2 separate regions of the Mus musculus genome follow, and region 2 is linked to region 1. A link is a contact called in public promoter capture Hi-C data. All regions are on one chromosome and are shown on one strand. The core of a region is the stretch at or near the end of the contact, and the rest is flanking DNA. Distances in the headings are between cores, read along the strand shown. Region 1 overlaps Gm31641 (predicted gene, 31641). Region 2 has its middle 63 kb from the start of Gm31641.

What was found. Capture Hi-C pulls out chosen DNA fragments and counts their contacts.
Region 2: a promoter capture Hi-C map of adipose tissue shows a contact between it and region 1, with 2.6 times the contacts expected there. The contact joins two enhancer-like sites. A contact is called at or near these places in 53 of 484 Hi-C or Micro-C datasets (the BV-2 cell line, the Ba/F3 cell line, the C2C12 cell line and 35 more), 7 of 115 datasets of contacts at active chromatin or transcription factors (the 230-238 cell line, CD4 T cells, PVALB interneurons and 4 more) and 2 of 9 other capture datasets (adipose tissue and liver).

The regions. Positions count from the first base shown.
Region 1 is chr16:95,201,379-95,203,990 of GRCm38.p6, forward strand. The region is part of intron 3 of Gm31641 (predicted gene, 31641); the gene reads right to left. Among named protein-coding and RNA genes, the nearest start is that of Gm31754, 38 kb to the right of the region's middle. Within about 2 kb of position 1,298, at least 7 of the 459 cell types and tissues checked have an H3K27ac peak or open chromatin away from gene starts, as enhancers often do. A contact at or near this core is called in adipose tissue, where this site is marked.
Region 2 is chr16:95,321,097-95,323,708 of GRCm38.p6, forward strand. No RefSeq gene overlaps it. Among named protein-coding and RNA genes, the nearest start is that of Gm31641, 63 kb to the left of the region's middle. Within about 2 kb of position 1,330, at least 21 of the 459 cell types and tissues checked have an H3K27ac peak or open chromatin away from gene starts, as enhancers often do. A contact at or near this core is called in adipose tissue, where this site is marked.

The sequences.
Region 1 (2,612 bases), core at 48-2,547:
CAGAAACAAAGCCCAAATATGGTCTTACCAACCTGTTGCTGATGGGAGATCAATAAGAAAACTCACAATCTCTGAGGGAGGTACCAACCATCATGACATAGAGAGGTCTGGGCCTGGGTCCTGCTTCCTATGAGTTCTTGTGGTTAGATGATGACAACAGAAACATAAATTTAAATTTGATTATTTGAGAATGTCTGAATTTATTCTCAAGTGACTTGCTTACTGCAAAGTAACAATTCTTTTTAGACAAAGTGCTCTGCTCCACCCCAAGCCGTCACCCTCAGGAAGCCATACAACTGTTACATATATGGGAAGCCCCTGCCTATGCTGGACTCCGATTCCCTTTATATACACAACAGGCAATGAAACCAAAATGATAGATGAGTAGGGAGAATCCTAGACCTCCCTGTCCTTAGAGCCCAAGATTTGATGGCAAGCACTTTCATTGGGTGTCTTAGTTAGGGTTTTACTGCTGTGAACAGACACCATGACCAAAGCAACTCTTATAAAGGACAACATTTAATTGGGGCTGGATTACATGTTCAGAAGTTCAGTCCATTATCATCAAGGTAGGAGCATGGCAGCATCCAGGCAGGCATGGTGCAGAAGGAGCTGAGAGTTCTACATCTTCATCTGAAGGCTGCTAGTGGAATACTGGCTTCTGGGAAGCTAGGATGAGGATCGTAAAGCCCACATCCACAGTGATACACCTACTCCAACAGAGCCACACCTCCTAATAGTGCCACTCCACGAGCCAAGCATATACAAAACCATCACATTGGGGCACCATTACCAGAAGCCTGTGTCTCTCTTTGCTGTGCTGTGCTATCTTACCCTTCTCCCTCGAATCAACAAAGGTGGCATGTGCCTTGTCCTTGATGGTGACAGAGGGGCACAGTTGACCTCCATCAGTTCTGGAATCATCCAGATTGACTCTGACTGGGCCTTGGAGCTGGGAAGGGAAGGTTGGTGCTCTGGTCAGAGCTTCTGCCCCACCCTGAAGCCTTCTGTTTTTCTCCTTCCACACCATCTGTTTCTTACCTACTTAATGACTGTAGTCTGATTTCCATCTGGTCATCCTTCCCAAATCCAGGGGTGCAGAATACAACAAATGGTGATAAATGGAAAGAAAGGAGTAATAGACGTTTCAGCACTGATCATCTACAGATTTACCAACAATTATAAAGTTTGGCTCTCCTTCTAATTCATTTTCATGTGCGAGCCAACAGTGATCAGTCGTATTAAAGGCCAACATCGCTGCTATGTTTTTCTTGCCAAGTCAGCTGGAGACCAGATGGTTATACTGACTTCCCCTTGTGCCTCACTCCTCCCAGGAATGGGATATTCGAGGAAAAGTTCAACCTCTGGGCTTGCCTTGGGGAACTTTGGTTTTGTTTGAAACATCCATAGCTGTAAGCCTCTAAGTTATTGGCTGTTTCTCTCAGGAGAGTGATACAAGGTTATGTCTGAAGGTAAGTGCTCCTTGTAGACCAGACAATCTGTTCTGCTCTGTCCCTGTACCCTCCTGAAGGCAAGGTGGCCACCAGGTAGTATGTTTTCTCCTCTTCCAGATGAGATGACCTCCCTGGCTAATCAATATTTTTCTCATCTCCTGGGGGTTCATCAAGCCATGTGCCCTTACAAAAACACAAGGGTCCAGAGAGAAACCCATCCTGAAAGTGAACCCACATTCTGACATGTTCCAACTTCGAAGTGAAAATGACAGGTGAGATCCCTGTGCACCCCACCTGCTGTGCTGGCATCAGTGATGCTTGACTGCTTGAATCTGTTGCCAGGCAACAGCATGGGGGCAAGGTATGTTGGGGAAGTAACAACAGACCTCAGGCTCAAGACAGTGGGTTGATCTGGACAAGTCTGGAGACCTTGGCTGCTATGTGTGAAACACAACAGAAGGATCTGGCACAGGATAAGCGCAGTTTGCCAAGCACTGCGGGGCATCTATCTTACACCCCACTAACTGCTGTCTTGCTCCTGAAACATGCCATTTTCATAATTGCATCCTGTGTCAAGAAGATGCCATTACCTATGAATGCCCGCATGTGGTGAGCCCTAAGGATGGAGTCTCTGGCTAGTATTCAAAGTAGACATCAGCACCTCTCATTCCTTCTTGTTGTTGCTTATAGACAGCTCCTTCACTCCCACCACCCAGTGTCTCTGGGCTCTGGAGAGAAAGGGGTGTTAGCATCAGTAGCAGATATTTGCCATGCAAAGACTTAGTGTCCAGGTACAGCAGCCATATCCATCCTACAGATGAAGACAAGGAGCTCAAGAGGGGTGACCCTGGCTGAGGTTGCAGGCTAGTGCTCAGGACCAGGTCCTAAACCATGGCCTTCTGAGGTCTGCAACTGTGATCTCCATTAGAGTGGAAAGTGGGGTTCTCAGTTGTGAGTGGTTATGCATTTGACAGGGTCTCTTAGAAGATCTGGGACATTTTTGGTTGTCACTGTTTCTATGTCCTCGTTGGTAGGATCAGAGATGTCGCTGCATAGGATATCCTTACAGCCAGAAATGCCCTCTGTTGAGGTGGGAATCCCCAATGAAAAGAAAGCACAGCACGGTGCACACACAGAAACAGTGAGTCTGTCACCATC
Region 2 (2,612 bases), core at 80-2,579, 120 kb after region 1:
GTATCTCACCCCCACTTACCCTCAGTCCTCACTGCCATTTCCGTTGCCTGTGGCTGTGATAAAATACTCTTGACAAAAGCAACTTTAAGGAAGAAAGGGCTCCCACTTCCAGGGTACCATCCATCATGGCAGGGCAGTCAAAGCGGCAGGGGCTTGAAACATCTGTCACGTGATACCCACAACCAGAAAGCAGAGAGCAACAGATGCTTGTATGTAGCTCCCTGTCTCGTTTTTAAGCTGAGGGAATGGTGCCACCCACCTTGAGCCTGCCTCAACACAATCCCTCACAGGCCTGCTCAGAGCTTAGATAATTCCTTGCAGCTGTACCTGGAGGGTTGTCTTGGTGATTCCAGATCCTGTCCAGTTGAGGGTCAACACTAACCATCATCACCTTCATCCAGGAATATTCTGCCACACTTTGTTGAGGGCTCTAACTGTCCACCACCAAGCACAGAGTATTGCCATGTGACAGGGTGACCCAAGTAGTCAGTTCTTTGTTTGTGAGGCTGAGACTACGTCATCTTTTACCAGGGCATCAAGCAGGATCAAGGTCTACTGTGTCCATGATCACCAAGAACACTTATTCTCCTATCCTCCACATGACCTTCTCTTCTCCGCATGTAGGGTCATCCTTTTGCAGTCTGTGCATTGTCTTATGGTCTCAATTGATAACATTAACACAATGAGAAAAGTATACTCTGACCCTCTGTGGATTTGAGGAACCATCACCCTTCCAGCCTTTATCAGGGAAGTAAGAGACTAGCTGATACTCCTGGGATTAAAGGAGTTTATTTAGACTAAACTGTGGTAAGTGCAGATGAGATTTAAGGCCAAGTCTTACAACTCACCGCTGGCAAGCTAGCCAGGTGTTTCCATCCACTTGAGAGAGAAAGCAGACCATTATCCTTCCTAAGGACTTCTGATTCCAGATGATAAGGTACTGGGGGTTGGGAACAGAGAGCTGGAAAAACAGTCTCAGGAGAGCCAAGTGACGCATTAACCATGTCCCGTTACAGTAGGCTAGCGCCTCATGGAGGCAACTTCCTGAGAGGAAGAGCGCTGATGACAGAAACAGATTAACAGTAAGGCTGACACAGAACTGAAAGGAGTGTAAGGGTGAACCTTAGAATCTGCCCTGAAGCAGGAGACTGGACAGCTTGACCCATTGGAGGCCTCGAATAGCTACAGGATTGCCTCCGCCAGTTTTTAATTCTTTAGGACGTTGTGGGTTCCCATGTGGAAGAAAGAGAGACTGGTCCAAGAGAGACACTGGCCAAGCCCACTTCCCAGCTGAGAAGGGTGTGACTTAAAACAGCCCTGCAGCAGCTTCCTGGATGTCCCATTACCCCTGACCGACCAAACAGCATGTGGTGAGCTGAGTGGCCATGAATGAGAAACAGCTGGATTTAATTTCCCTTGAAATTAAAGATGGGTGAACCCTGCCACTTTGGAATTGCTGAATGTCTCAAACTCTTTTTTTTTTTTTCCAAGTGCTTTTGGTTCAGAAAAACCAAACCTGTGTTGTTTCTTTGGTTTTTGTTTTGTTTTGTTTTGTTTTGTTTTGTTTTGTTTGTTTTGTTTTTTTCCAAAGCATACTACCCTTATTTGGTAGGAAATTCATATATTTTAAAGGGAATTTGATCTACATTGTTCAACTTCTTTACACTTCATTTATCGAAATACATAATGAAATTTCCAAGAAATCTGAGAAATATTTTATCCTTTTTTTTAAATGGTTTTATTTAGAAAAGGCACAAGTGGAGAATTTTGGAAAATTGTTATCCTGGAAAAGGTGAGTTCAGGCGAAAAGGAAGGTCATACTTTCAGAGCCCAAGAATTGCACACATATCTGTGTGAATAGATTCAATCTCTTGGAGGGCTAGAGATGAGTGCAGCTGGTGGACTGCTTATCTCTTTACAATGCTCAAAGCCCTGAGTTTGATCCCTGGTACTTCATAAACTGGGCTTGGTGGCACACACCTATAATCCCATCAATCAGGAGGCAGGGGCTGGAAAATCAGAACTTCAAGGTTATTCAATATATAGCAAGTTCAAGGTCAGCCTGGGCTATTTGAGACACAGTCTCAATGAAAAATATCTTGGGGAACAAGGGGAAGATGATCGAATTCATTAAAGACAGGCGCAGGCAGAGGTGGGAAGCTGGGCGATTAACAGACAATGTGTCCCTGGGGTTGACTGATAAGGGTGGAGTGGGGCTAAAGCCCCCTCCCATCTACCGGCAGCTCGACATAATAATGGCATGGTCCATCAGCCCTTATCTCTCTAGAACTCGGAGTGAAAGAGTTGTCCACAGAAAGGTTAGGAGTGAGTCGTAGGGCAGATAGATGGCTGCAGAAATCTACATCAGGAGGTGGGGAGGAGAGGGAGATGTTTCAGAGAATGGCCCAGGACTTGTGTGTAAATCCTCTTTGTCTTGGGTCTCTCTTGCCATGATGAACACCATGATCAAAAGCAGGAAAGAGTTCACTAGGATGATGCTTCCATGTCAGTCCATCATGAAGGGAAGTCAGGGTAGGAACTTGGGTAGGAACCGGGAGCAGGTCCTGATGCAGAGGCCATGGAGGAATGCTGCTTACTGGCTTGCTCAGATT